Regions from separate parts of the Mus musculus genome. Here all the other regions are linked to region 2. Evidence: chromatin contacts called from public Hi-C and HiChIP or PLAC-seq data. All regions are on one chromosome and are shown on one strand. Each heading gives the region's core, a stretch centred on a gene start, on an enhancer-like site or on the middle of the called end of the contact. The rest is flanking DNA. Distances are from core to core; before and after follow the strand shown.

Region 1 (3,448 bases), core at 868-3,367, 300 kb after region 2:
GAGGAGCCTACTGCTTAGCTCTCACAGGCCTCCCTCTGGGGTGGGTTCCTGTCTATCTCAGCCTTAGCCTTCTGGCCCAGGTTCAGGATGTCCGCCCCACTTGGCGGGCAGCCTTCTCCTGGCAGTCTCTTCCAGGTCAGGGGCAGATAGCAGCCCCCCAAAGCCCCCTCCTCTCCTTGTCCCCCTTCAAGTCTTTCACAAAAGTAGCCCACGCCCTCCCCCCACCCCCCAGCGGCCCACAGCCCACAAGTCCCTCTCCCACAGGTCCTTGCCTGTTCCTTTCATGTTCCCGCTGTGGGGGGACCTCCCCTTCCACCACGGTAGACAGCTGCTTGTCAGACAGCCCCTCAAGCATGGCTGTGGTTCAGCCTGTTGCCCCCCCTCCCAGGGGGGTGAAGGGGCACTTCAAGGGGGAAAGGACAGCCTTGCCACCTTCCCTGAGTCCTGAATGGAGCCTCAGCCAGGCCATAAACGCCCAGGGCAGCAGCGCCATTGTGCTAATTTCCTTTCCAGAACAGGTTGGACCCACCCCCAGCCCCCTCCCTGCCAGGCTGGGGGCTTTCTTCTTACTCTCCCTAGATGTGTGAAGCAAAAGGCCTGGAACGGGCTAGAGAAAAGGGGGGAAGGAAAAGGGGGGTGTTGTCTCTCTCCCACCCCCCCACTGCTTCAAAGGCAGCCCCTTCCCACTGAAAAGGCATTTACCTTAAAAAAAGAAAAGTCCCCAGTGGATGGGAGAGAAACAGGCCTCTGGCCTGGGAAAGCCAGACCATCTCTCCCCAGAGCGGTTCTGGACCAGTGCATTTTAATAGCTGCAGTCTTATGGAGAATCACAAAAAAGGGACAGGGCCTCGCCTGGAGCTGGGGGCTGAGACTTGGGGGTGGGAGGTGGAGGGGTGGAGAGGTAAGCCCTGAATTCCACTCCAAACAAACCTCTAGGCTTGACCTAGGAACCCTAGAGGTAACGGGTCTACTTGGTTGGATAGTCCAACCATATGGAGACCCTGGCCACCTATAGTCCAAACATGTGGGTAAGAGTAGACGGTGGACGGTACATGTGGGTTTCGAACCCAAACCCTTCAGGTATCTGCACGGACAAACCTTACCTGAGCGCTTGCCTCCACTGGCTGCTAACTGCCTGGGGCCCTCTGAAACCCAGCACAGAGGGATGGCAAGGGTAGAGACCCAGGAGTGTTGTTAGAAAGGTTTGAGAGGCAAACCTCAGTCTATTCCCCATTCTGGTTCAGTCTGTTTTCCAACCCACCTTCTGAACTGATCCTCCAAACCTTAACAGTTGCTTGGTTAGGGGAGGCCAGTCCTGCCTCTCCTCCTTCGAGGTGAGGTGGGAAAGGTTGGGGGTTGGGGGCTAGGCAGGGGTGCCTACCTGTGTTTGACAGCAGAGAATCAATAGCTGCAAGCACCTGTTTGGGAAGACAAGGCAGCTCAAGGTGTGGGCACCCCAGGGCACCCCCATCCCCCACCTTTGTCTTGTCCCACCTGCCCCGGGATGGAGGTATAATATTCCTGGGGCTGGAAATGGCAAAAAAGAACTCCGGGCGCAGGCAGCACACTTACAGGGTAAGGTTAGGCAGCAGGCGGGCGGCTCCCATCGCTGGAGAGACTTCTTGGGGCGATTGCCCCTCTGCTCCCCAAACTCAGGAGCGGATGTGGCCAGGCCCCTGAGGTAGAGTCCCAGAGAAGCCAAGGTTTCTCGGAGCCACAGGTTTTCAGGAATGAAAGGAGATGGAGGGAAGGGGAAGGCTAGCCGAGGGGGGAATGAAGGGGAGGCGTAATTGAGAGACTGAGGTGCGAGGTGTCCACCTTCCGGGCCAGTGGGGCTGCGAAGCCGGAGCTGGTCCGATTGGCGTACTCGCTCTCTTGGGCTACTGGCTTCGGGCAGAGGTCCCCGGGCGCAAAGGATTGGAGCTGCGAGAGCGTCCTCTATCAGGAGGCTGGCCCCTACGATCTCTCTTGATTTATTCCTGACCCGCACCAACCTGCCGGTCTCCGTGAAGTGCGGGGCCAGCGGCAAGCACAGGGAGGGAGGCGCCTTGCCCTCCCCTTCCTCAGGGTCAGCAGCTCCCGCCCTCAGGTTTGATGCGGCAACCTCATCTCCTTAAGAATGAGCTGCAGGTACCGAGCTGGGGCTGGGGGTCTCGAATTCTGGCTCGGGTGGGAATTCCCAGAAGCAGCCTTAAAAGGAGGAGCCTCCCTCCAGGGAGCAGGGGTGGGCTTGGCTTGAGCGGCTGCTGGCTCAGCTTCTCTGCTGTCACCCCTTGCCACTAGGAAGGAGGGGTAAGGCTGTGAACAGTGGGTGCAACAGGTTGAGGCCAGAGATGGGGAGTCAGGTGCAGCTCTTGAAAGATCTCAATGCTCACAAAAACTGGTTTGAAATGGAGATCCGAAGACGAGTGGGAGTCACTTTTGCCTGGGCCCTCGTAGTCTATTTTTGTTTTTTAAAGGTGGGTGGTGTGGTCAGCTATTGGAGTACTGGAGGACCAAATGAAATGACAGTGAGTCAGTGAGGAAATCCCTAAGATGTCTGGGCCTTATTTGGGGGGTTGACACCCAGCCCTAGGTTCTCAGCCCCAATTCACCAGTGTCCCCAAGCAGTTGCCTGGAATGCAGTGTCCAGCAGTATGGACATATGACCACTAGTCTCATGTAGCTGGCTACCCAAGTCAGCTATACTGACTGCAGTTTGCTGATAGGAAATTGGCGGATTGGGAGGTAGCCGGCTCAGAATAAGCCAGCTGGTGAGTGAAGGGGCCACAGTCCCAGAATCTAGGCTCTTCCTGTTCCTTGGAATTGCGACTTCACCCTCCACGTCCCAGCCTGCCACTGGCTTTATTTTTATTTTAGCGCTCAGAGACCTTGATAGATTTTTTTTTTTCCTCTTCTCCCATCTTCTACCTGAGACAGGGTCTCACCATGTAGCATCAACTGACCTAGAATTCACTGTGTAGACCAGGCTTGCCTCCAGTTCACAGACCCACCTGCCTCTCTCCTGAGCGCTGTGATTAAAGGTGTGCTCCAGTGCATTTGACAGGCTTAAGTGGACTGTAATATGACAGGCAGCCGGGGATGTGAAGGCTGGTGACCAGTTCTCTCCTTACAGACAGGTGGGTGGTGCTGAGCTGAAAGGAGGGGCGATCTGGGGAGTCTAAACTCTGGCTCCCTTTCCCTGAGTTCACAGAGCAGCACAGGTGGACTTATTTGCCTTCTCACCTTCCTGAGTTCCAGCAAGCCACAAAGTGGTCTGCCACCCTGCACTTCCCCTGCGCCCCAACTCCCAGCAAGCTCATAGATACCTCCCCCTGTCCCCTAAACAGGGCCTTTAGCCAGGTCTAGCAGGGGCCTTTAGAGCTCCGCCCTCTCTTCCGCAGACTCAAAATGCCCCTGCAGGGGACCTAGGAGTGAATTTGGAGGAGCTGTTTGAGAAGGTGGGAAT
Region 2 (3,598 bases), core at 1,010-3,509:
CTTCATGGAGTCAAGGCTAGCCCAATCTACACAGCAAGTTTCAGGCTAAGAGGTCGATGGAGAGACTGACAAAAGGGAGAAACAACAACAAAGACTTTGTACTCTGTAGTTACAGACATTTGAATTTCTTGCATTTAAAAACTTTAATCTCTAATCCACCTAGAGTTTACTTTGGCTTAAGAAAAATCTAATTTCGTTTTTCTAAATAATTAGCTGGTTATCCCAATATTGCTAAAGCATAGTGTCTATTATTTCTTTATCCTAAAGCACATATACTCCTTTCTAAAGCTCCTTGTGGAGTTCAGGCATCCTGAGGCTCAGGGACCTGGAAGCCAAAGTCAAGTCATCAAGCTTGGTGTCGTTTACCTACTGAGCCATCTCATCAGCCCTTAGCGTCTTCCCTGCCCCAAGTCACTGTGTAAGCCAGGCTGACCTCAAACGCACCGAGATCCACCTGCCTCCTGGACTAGAGGCATGGACCACCTCACTCTTTTCTAAAGTTTTATCTTGAGATAGGATCTTGCTTACTAAGGCCTTAGATTCGATCCCATGGTACCACCCCCAGACAGACAACAAATCACAACCTACCAAAGAAAAGCAATCTAAGTGTGCAGCAGAAAGGACTGCTACTATGAACCCGCGTAACGACATGCATCCAAAGGTGAGGAGTTAGAAAAGACTCTGGGCCAGCAAGATGGCCCAGTGGGTAAAAGTGCCTGGGACACAAGCCAGGTGATCTGAGTCTAACCCCTGAAACTCACTTACATGGGTAAATGGAGAGATCACCCTCCAGAAAAAGAAAAATGTTCTCTGATTTCCACACATGTGCCATGGCAAATGCACTCCCCATCGTACATACACATATAAACTATTGCTAAATAAACATAAGAGCTAAGAGTGCTCCCAGTCACACAGACCTCAGCCTGACCCTGGATCCCACATTATCAACTTCGAGGATCTAAGTCAAGACACAAGCCGATGGGACTTGGTTACCTTACAGCGAGAAGCAAAGGCTGGAATGGCCCCTCCCTCGGAGTAGCCAAAAAGGTGAGATACAGAATAGAAACATAGTACTTGCTATGCCACTCAATAAATGTTAGTTGTCTAGAGACAGAGTAACATAGACAAGAGAAATAAAGAAGGTCTAGAGATACAGCTCAGAGCTGCAACACTCTAGTGGTCCCTCAGCCCCAACCCTGCACTTCCTACAGGGACACCCTGCACCTGGGACGTCTGATCAGGGATGTCAGATGGGGGCGGGGGGGGGGGGCGGCTCTCAGATCTGCAACATCAAACGGGCAGGTGGGTAGCAGGAAGCCTAGGGTTGGGCTCTGAACCAGAGCATCCAGGCCTGCTTTCTGTCACAGGGCTGAAGAGCAGTATTTTTCTCCTCCCTCCTCTTGTTCATAGGTTCATGAGCCAGATTCTACAAAGGTTGTCTCCCTGCATAAGCTGAATGGTACCCACAAATCACCTCCATGGGAAACCTCAGGAATGTGATCTGAGTAAGAAGTGGGGCCTCTGCTGATGAAGTCAGGCAAGGATGTTAAGAGTAAAAGCATCAGGGGGTGGGTGGCTATGGGGGACTTTTGGTATAGCATTGCAGATGTAAATGAGCGAAATACCTAATAAAAAATGGAAAAAAAAAAAAAAAAAAAAAAAAAAAAGAGTAAAAGCATCCTGGAATCTGGATGGGCCCTAAATCCAATGGCTCTCGTCATTATCAGAAAAAGGGGAGGAGATGGGGACATACACACACACAGAATTAAGGAAGGTGGTAGAAGGACCAAAACAGAGGCTAGTGTTATGTAGCCACAAGCCAGGAAGTACCAAAGGTCCCTTCCCCACCTACTGTGACTACTCCTCCCACCCCCAAACCCCTACCTAGACCTGAAGCTGAAGACATCAGGAAGGATTCTTTAACAGGAAGAGCTGTTGGAGCAGAGCCCCACCCACACTTGATCTCAGCCTTCTGACTCCAGGAACTACAGAGAACACCGTGGTGGTTGGAAACCACCAACCTCCGGCAACCTGTCAGGAAAGCGAGCTCTAGGTAAATACTTTGGTGTTGGCATCAAGGCGGGATCACTTTAGTCAGGTTTATAGTTCTAAGATGACTCCTGTGACCCTTGCCTTCTTTGTGGGCAGCACCTGTAATTGAGATGGCACTCCTGCGTCATACCTGCAGGGAGGCTGCAGCTGGTGGCTGACAGATAGGAACTGAGACTGGTGGAGGCCCTGGCCAGCACGTAGCAGGTGGAGGTAAGAGAATCAAGAGTTCAAGGGCATCCACAGCCTCACAGTGAGTGCAAGGCCAGCTCGGGTTACAGGAGACCCTGCTTCAAAAGTTAAAAGGGAGAGAGGGAGCTGGCCTTGTGCCTACACTGGTAGAGTGCTTGCCTAAGATAAACAAAGCCCTGGCTTCCATCCTAAACACAATCTGTGTGGTGGCACCTGCCTGTGATTCCAACAATGGTGGTGAAGGAAGAAGAATCTGAAGTTCAAGGTTTAAGGCCTGCCTATGATACATGAGACCCTGTCCCAGAAACAAAAACAAGAGATATTAGGAAATAGGGAGAGAGGGTTTTCTAGGAACTGAATGTGGTCCCTGGCTAGCAACCAGAGGAAGGGAAAATCCATCCTACATCAACAAGGAGCCGACTTCTTTCCAACCTTGCAAGCCACCCTCCCAGAAAAGAACTTTGGTTGGCACTTCGACTTTAGCTTTGTAGGGCTCTTAGCAAGCTAGACTGGCCAAGAGGAATGGGAAATCACAAAATGGGTGATCACAAACCTATAGTGTTGCACTAACGTGCCTGCCACACACTTCCATTTCCTAAAAGTATGAATGGCAAGTTCTGGTCACAGGTGGTGGTGGCCCCAAGCTGAGCAGGTCTCTGAGCTCCCCCCTACTCTGGATGAACCTCCATTAGCCCGTCCTACTGACAACATCACGCACATGACTACTAGAGTAGTGAGGGCAGAGGACACTCAGGATAGTGGTTTCTGACTATGGCTGGTGTTGATTAGCTTTCACGCAGGCGGCCCCTCTGGCCTTTTAACATCAGGTTACAGTATGTTCTATGAGTTACAATACTACTGAAGCTATGAAGTTAATAAGACTATTGCTTAGGACATATGCCAAGCCAGGCAGTGTCACCTGCCTACAAAGCCAGCACTGAGGGGACACTGAGGCAGGAAGATGGGTAAGACTGAATCCAGCCTGGGTTTTAAACAGAGATCCCATCTCAGAAGAGAGACGTGGACTGGGGAGATGGCTCAGCAGGTAAGAGCACTGGCCTCAAGCCTGACCACCTGAGCTGCATCCTCAGAACCCACAAGAGAAGGCAAGAACTGGTTCTAGCCAATTATGCTCTGACCTCTGCACGGGTGTGCGTGTGAGCGCATACAAGCAGTTGATCAATGTAAAAAGAAAAACTTCAAAGATAAATGTAGCAGTTACTTAGTGTCTTCACTGCTAAGCCTTCCATTTTTCTCCTAAGTTCTAATTTAAAAGGATATACACACATACATATATACATACATGCATACACACATACATACATGCATGCATGCATACATACACGCATACATACAT
Region 3 (3,238 bases), core at 586-3,085, 480 kb before region 2:
CCCTGCTTAGCCCTCCTCCCCCTAACATGCCTGGCAACTGCCGATCCTTTCACTCTTTCCAATTTGCTGGTTCCAGAGTGTAACGTAGCTGGAATCATTTGCCATGTAACCTTTTCAGATTGGCAGCGCCTCTGCAGCCATCAGTCATCTGAACTCCCCTGATATCTTCCTCCAGCCAATGGCCAACTGCCCTGGGCTCAGCTTTTCCCCCATGAATTGCTTTTCCTTTAAATGGACATTTCTATCCAAGACTTTGATGTGAACAGAGGACCACCCACTTCTGCCCCTGGCACCAACTTCAACATCCTCTCTCTCTCTTTTTTTTCTTTCCCGTTTCTCTAATATAAATGTATCCAGGGTAGAGATGTCTATATGCCTGGGGAAGAAACAATCACAGGTAGCTCTGGTGAGGTGAGATCCATGCTGCGATACGGAGCAGAGTGCAGGCCACTGGGAGCTTTGTCCCTCGGTAATAACAGGGTAAGCGTCACCATTTTTCAAAGCACTTTCCCTGTTATGACAGTCATTGCTGTGTGTTCTCCGCCATGCTGTAATTTCACATTTCTTATCTCACATCAGTCCCCGTAGACAGGCGGGACAGGTGTGGGGCTCTGTCTATGGCAGGGAATTCGAGGCCTAGAGAGGCAGAGGGAGTCTCCCCAGATCCTTCCAGAGAAGACAAGTGTGGGCTGTGGGCCGGGGGTGTAACTCAGTTGGTAGATTTCTTGCCTAGCGTACACAAAACCCTGGGCCTGATCCCCAGCCCTGAATAAAACCAAGCATGCTGGTGTACTTATAATCCCAGTACTCAGGAGATGGAGGCAGAAGGATGAGTTCCAAGTCATCTTTAGTTACGTGAGTTCAAGGTCAGCCTGAACTATGTCAGAGCCTGTTGGAGGGGCACACCTTGACCTACAGCCTTATACCCGTGGTTTTGCTGCCTCCAGGCCTTATCCAAGTCTCACCACAAGCTGGGAGACATTACTTTCATGTGACATGGAGGTCAAAGCTCTGAGACCCTGGCTTCTAAGCCATTCTCTGTTCCACTTATCTTTCCGTTCCCCGACGGTCATGTGAAAACATCTTCTGGCCCTCCTCCATGGGCCAGGCTCTGTGCTGAGCGCATTAGGAGTAGATTCTAGGAGACCAAGGCACCGGAAGAGGTTTCAGCTAGACTAAGAGGGTCCAGAACTAAGCTCATGTCCAGTGTTGCCACTTCCTGGTGAGGAGAGGGCCACCTGGAGGGTGCTCCACATGGCCCAACTGCCACCTCCTGCTCTAAGAGTGCCTCCCTCGCCCCCACATCCCACACTACTTTCTTGAGCCTGCATGGCCCAGTTCCTTCCCATAGTAATGAAAAGAATACAGGCCTAGGTGCCCAAATAAATGGCTTCCCATGTTCAGGGAAGAAGCCAGAACAGGAAACAATCACTTCCCTTTGCGTACGGGCTAGGACGATTCCAGAAATGTCACGTGTCTTAACCAAGGGACAGGTGGGCGTGGAGCAGGCCAGGTGTGGTGCGGGTGGCCTGCAATACGTACAGGTGGAGAACCCTGCAATTCTTTGCTGCTTTTTTGGGTCTGCAGGGGCAGAGTGACATTTGGGTATCTAGGCCTGTGTTCTTTCTACCGCTATGGGAATGTAGAGGGACTGGGCCATGCGTGCTCAGGGGAATGAAGGCCCCCAGACTCCCAAAAGGACGGTGTGGGTGGGATGTGGCAAAGGAGGAGAAGGTGCTGAAGGTGCTTCGGGGTTCCAGTTCCCTAGCCTGCTTGTGTAAACAGAGGCCTTCTGTTCGCTCCGAGGCTGTAACTGAAAGAGTTACCACCAGGGGGCGCGAGGTGACCGTCATCGTGCCCGAAACAACGCAAAGCCCGGAAGCTTGGCTGGGGCCACCAGGGCAGGAACACACAGGCTTCTCCTAGTTGGTGGAGCGGGATCCATGAATGAAGAAGGCACAGAGAATCCAACGTGTGGCTCTGGTGTGACGCTTGAGGTCCCAAGCCCCGCTGCGTCTATCTTTTCACCAGTCCAGAGTGAAACTGCACCTCTGTTACGACAGTGCAAAGAGCTAGCCGCCGAATGCTTTCCATTTTCAATGTCCCCAGTTCGCCCCTCACTCATGATTAGCCCGGGGGAAACTGCTGATGGGAAGAACATCGAGGGTACCTCCCACTGCCGACCCCAGATCACAAAGATTTTGAAACAGTGCTCGCGGTTTCCTAAGTGCAAACTGGGAGCTGTGAAAGCTGCCTGCCTCAGTTTACCGAGGTTTAGTTAGAATCTGAGCCTAGAGAATAAGAAACCAGGGACTCTCGGAAGATGTAAACCTTGGTGTCATTGCTTGGAGCTCTGCCACCTTGTGCAAACTCCCTGGCCCTCTAAGATTCCCTGTTCTCCCTTAGAGTCCCAAGAGTACCCCCTTTCAAGGCTAGGACCCAGAGGGCAGTCCTCTGTGGAATTCTTTCTCTGCCCCATCTGGACTGTTTTCCCCAGTGGGTGACTCCCTCCTGCTAGACACAGGTAGCTTCCAGGATCCATCCTCTCTCTCTCATTCATTTCTCTGTCCTCTCCTTAGTTGTCCCTCTTTTTCTTGGGTGGCCTTATCCACATACCAGTTGTCTCAACTCATATGACCACTGAGATGTCCTGTGGGCCCTTCATATCAAGCATCCAGTCCCCGCCTTACCCCTTACCAAACCTGTTTTATCCTCAGTTTTAACCCAGGACTGGGGGAGTGGAGGGGTGTCTCTGTCTCTCCCACTGTGCTACCAGAGCCCCATGGAAAGGTCTAGAAGCTGGCTATCTCTCCTTTCCTCAGGGTCCCTACTTTGGCAGCGGCTACCACTCTCTGGACCTAGCCTCTCACCTAGTTACCACCAAGCACCACTGTTTGTCCCCAAGGCTCAGCCTGTTCTCAATTCGGCCATCAGAGGGCGCCCTTAAGTCTGCGGGTCAGATGAGTCCAAGCCTTTGCCCAAAGTTTGTCAGGCTTCCCCTCAGTTTCCTGAGTAAGTGCCCAGTCGCTACCAGTGCCTGCCAGATAGATGCCCTGGCATCTGACCTGTTCCTCACATCCTCTCTACTCTCAGCTCCTCTGCACTTTGCCCACCTAACTTACCTGGTTTCCCAGTATTCCTGGGGTCCTTTGCACCAGAGAGCCACCTCTACCTTCTGACACCCCCACCCTCTCCAACCTTCTTCGAATGGCTCTCTCCCTTTTAGATGGTTGCCTGA
Region 4 (3,236 bases), core at 543-3,042, 320 kb before region 2:
TGAGACATCAACTTGAGCAGTAGCCCACTCACTTCAAAGTCAATCTCTCTCTCTCTCTCTCTCTCTCTCTCTCTCTCTCTCTCTCACACACACACACACACACACACACACACACGGTGTCTAGCAGAGGAAATAGACTGGGGGAGAGGCGGGAGGGGTAGGGGGACAGCAGCTGTGTCCCTCTGTGCGGGCTTTCTGGTTAAGGATGAAACAGTTCACACAGTCTCCTTTGTGAGTTAGCATTCCCACTCTGTGTGAAAAAGCAGGGACAGATGAGTAACCGAGAGGTCACCCTACCAGGGTCTGCTGACCCAAAGGCCAGCTTTTGCCCATCACACCAGACTGCTCTGACCCCCCACCCCAGAGCCTCCAGGGAGGGAAGCAGGCGGGCAGGCAGGTTCCAAGGCTACCCCTGCTTTCCATAACACTTGAATTTCTGTGCATCTCAGATTTCCCTTTCCAACACCACTCCAACTCTCCTGGAGTTGTTTCAGCCTCTGAATCATTCCCTCCCCCCACCACACACACCAGGAGGAGCACCCCTCCCCCAATATTCAAGATCTGGGGGGGGGTGATTTTGATTCCTAACCATCAAGCTAAGTGACTGTACTAAAGGACAGAAAAGACCAACTTCAGTCCTGACTAGCTGTGTGACTGAGGGCGGGTCTCTGTGCCTCTCTGTGCCGGCCTTTGATTCCCTGGGAATCAGAAGTCAGAATCTCCACCACTCCCAGGTCTTAAGGGATCTGGGAGAGCGAATGAGGTCATGTCTATGAGCCGCCCAACGGAAGGAAGTCGAAGGACTAGCACAAGGCTGCATTATCTTCTGGAGTTGGCAGGGCCATTGCTGCAAAGTTGCTGGGACTGGGAATGTCTCAAGGGCCTCAGAACCAGTCCTGGGAATGCCACAGGGAAGTGGTGTGTCACGACAGAGCGGGGGGGGGGGGGGGGGGGGGCTCTGAGATGTGAGATCAAGTCCTAGCTCCGGTGGGTGCTTAACAGCTTCGGGAGACCACACGATCTCTTTCGGGCTCGGCTCTCTCACCTATAAAATGAGACTAACCCAAGCCCCGGATGATTCTTCGGTAAAGGAGTAAACAAAATGAGCCCTGGCATACAGTGGGCATACTTGCTGTGGCCAGTACCCTGGGACTGTCACAGAGAATAACTTGCCGTATCTCTCCGTGAGCTGTCTCCTCATATAAGCCAACACGTGCTGCTGTTTTCTGAAGCACAGCCTTCTGGGGTAGAAAGAGGGCTGAGTGCTCCACACGTCTGCTTTGGACCAAGAAAAGAAAGAACAACAGCGGTAAGCATAGGTCCCTAGAACAACAGCGGTGTGCATAGGTCCCTGGCATCATCCAGGAAGCCTGAAACGTACACAGCCAGGAGTCCAAGGTCAGAAGCCTTGGGGTGGCCCTTCCACCCTGAGTCACGGTGAGACTTGGCCACTGAGTTCTGAGCCCAACACTCTCAACCTTTGCAAGTCAAAGCTCTCAGCCTGGACGCCTGCTTTTCTTGGTCACTGTCACTCAAGAACAGATGACAGACCTCAGTGAGCTGTCAGGCAGACGGGTCTCCAGACAGATAGGCGAACTCTTGTTCTGTGGCCTCCTTTATAGATGCAGGGAAACACACAGTGGGAGTGGGGCTGGATGCTCGCCTCCCTAACTACCCAGATCTAGGTGACTTCCGGGCAGAGTTTACATTTGGGGAGCTGAGACCAGTGGAGAGGAAATCTATCCAGCAGAGGGTGTGAGGACCCGTCAGCGACTGGCTGAGCCCTCTGAAGCTAACAACAAGGCTGCAGAGCCAATCTGGCAGAGACTGTCTGAATTAGTCACCGGTTTTGATGAGGAGGTAAACCGATTACATAACAGTCTCTCTCTCTCTCTCTCTCTCTCTCTCTCTCTCTCTCTCTGTCCTCCAAAAGACTCTCCAGAGCCGGGGCTCTACTCTTTCCCTCTGGCCATGAAGGGGCTCAGGGCCAGGGAGGGTCACATACCAGAGCCCAGGGGCTAAGGTTTAGGCAGGAACCCTCCCCAGGCCTGCTCCAGCCCCACGGGGCCAGAAGGAGGCGCCCGCAGCTCACCTCCTGCCTGCAGCTTGCCACCCTGTTTCCAAAGCAATCCCACGCTAGTCTTGCAACCTGCTGGCTCTCAGGCTCTAGGTGTTAGCCTGGAAGATGCCCCAAACAAGGAGGTAGAGATTTCTCAGTTGCCAGAAACTCCTGGGCCCCTGAGTTATTCCAGGCCCCCTTCCCCTGCCAAATGTGTCATGATTCATTGTTACAAAAATGAATACCAATCGGCGCTGAGCCAGCACCGTTTGCTGTACCCCTGTGGAGGGACTGCAGAGGTAGGGGGGCACTGGAGGGCACACCTGTGCAGCAACAACAGCTGCTTGGAATCCAGATGCTTATCTTCTGGAAAGAGCAAACCTGGCAAACACAGGCTCGCGCCTCTGGCTCCGTGTCCTGTCATGAGTGAGATCTGGCCTCTAGGTAGAGGTCAAGTTCATTGGTTTCTAAGTGATGCCTAGGATGGGACCAGTGTGTATGACTGGGATCTTCCTGTAGCTTTGCTCACCTCCTGCACAAGGCTGCATAAAGAACAATATGTGTTTAACAATATGAATAATGGGTGATGATGAAGGTGATGACTGTGGTGATATCAGAACGGGGATATGAGTGTCCTGTTTAACCCCAAGTCCTAGGGACTTCAGCTCTGCCTGACTTCCTATTGGTGCTTCTGTTGCACTCACCAGACAACTGAGAAACCGAAGCAAGAGTCTGAGAAACTGTAGGAATCACACTGACCTCCTGACCCCACACAGGACTAAGCTCCATCAGTCCAGAAAGAGGAGTCACCATTACACAAGTGGAGGATGAGTTGAGCACTCAGCAAGTGACGTCAGCACCTCTTGAGTCTTCCTCCTTTTTTCTCAAGCCTGGGTGAAGGCAGAGTGCCCAGCCCAACCACACAGGAGACAGTAACAACCTTCAAAGGCTGCGTTCCCACCACCACCCTACCAGATTCCAAGATGGAAGAGTTTGGAGGGGTCTTGGGGGGTCCGCTAGTCTAGCCTCCCATTGTACAGATGAGAATGCAGAGGCTCAAAGAAAATGTGGGTGCCCAGCAAGAGTGGCCCCAGCCCAGTTTTATTCACACAGTGGAAACCAGAGAAGGTGGCAGAAGATAGATGCAGGGTAATCTCTCAGCTACCAAGCCGGCTGA

Evidence for each region. A called contact is a pair of places that touch in the nucleus more often than the background predicts. HiChIP or PLAC-seq counts read pairs in DNA pulled down with a chosen protein or histone mark.
Region 1: a contact with region 2 is called in a Hi-C map of embryonic stem cells. The contact joins the promoter of Fgf17 here to the enhancer-like site in region 2. A contact is called at or near these places in 7 of 484 Hi-C or Micro-C datasets (all in embryonic stem cells), 1 of 115 datasets of contacts at active chromatin or transcription factors (pancreatic cancer cells) and 1 of 9 other capture datasets (adipose tissue).
Region 3: a contact with region 2 is called in a FOXA1 HiChIP or PLAC-seq map of pancreatic cancer cells. The contact joins two enhancer-like sites. A contact is called at or near these places in 6 of 39 promoter capture datasets (the C10 cell line, the HPC-7 cell line, cranial neural crest and 3 more), 1 of 15 datasets of contacts at CTCF or cohesin (large pre-B cells), 6 of 115 datasets of contacts at active chromatin or transcription factors (astrocytes, embryonic basal ganglia, embryonic limb bud and 3 more) and 3 of 9 other capture datasets (adipose tissue, liver and macrophages).
Region 4: an HNF4G HiChIP or PLAC-seq map of pancreatic cancer cells shows a contact between it and region 2. The contact joins two enhancer-like sites. A contact is called at or near these places in 1 of 39 promoter capture datasets (cranial neural crest) and 1 of 115 datasets of contacts at active chromatin or transcription factors (pancreatic cancer cells).

The regions. Positions count from the first base shown.
Region 1 is chr14:70,640,151-70,643,598 of GRCm38.p6, forward strand. It overlaps Fgf17 (fibroblast growth factor 17), which reads right to left and starts at 2,118. Exons shown (of 5, transcript NM_001360108.1): 1 at 1,573-2,118; 2 at 1,382-1,418. The coding sequence starts at 1,607.
Region 2 is chr14:70,339,277-70,342,874 of GRCm38.p6, forward strand. All of the region lies in intron 1 of Slc39a14 (solute carrier family 39 (zinc transporter), member 14), which reads right to left. Among named protein-coding and RNA genes, the nearest start is that of Slc39a14, 10 kb to the right of the region's middle. Within about 2 kb of position 2,260, at least 69 of the 459 cell types and tissues checked have an H3K27ac peak or open chromatin away from gene starts, as enhancers often do. A contact at or near this core is called in embryonic stem cells and pancreatic cancer cells, where this site is marked.
Region 3 is chr14:69,859,751-69,862,988 of GRCm38.p6, forward strand. The region is part of intron 3 of Pebp4 (phosphatidylethanolamine binding protein 4); the gene reads left to right. Among named protein-coding and RNA genes, the nearest start is that of Pebp4, 21 kb to the left of the region's middle. Within about 2 kb of position 1,836, at least 92 of the 459 cell types and tissues checked have an H3K27ac peak or open chromatin away from gene starts, as enhancers often do. A contact at or near this core is called in pancreatic cancer cells, where this site is marked.
Region 4 is chr14:70,019,564-70,022,799 of GRCm38.p6, forward strand. All of the region lies in intron 4 of Pebp4 (phosphatidylethanolamine binding protein 4), which reads left to right. The region is part of intron 3 of Gm33524 (a long non-coding RNA gene); the gene reads right to left. Among named protein-coding and RNA genes, the nearest start is that of Gm41198, 26 kb to the left of the region's middle. Within about 2 kb of position 1,793, at least 90 of the 459 cell types and tissues checked have an H3K27ac peak or open chromatin away from gene starts, as enhancers often do. A contact at or near this core is called in pancreatic cancer cells, where this site is marked.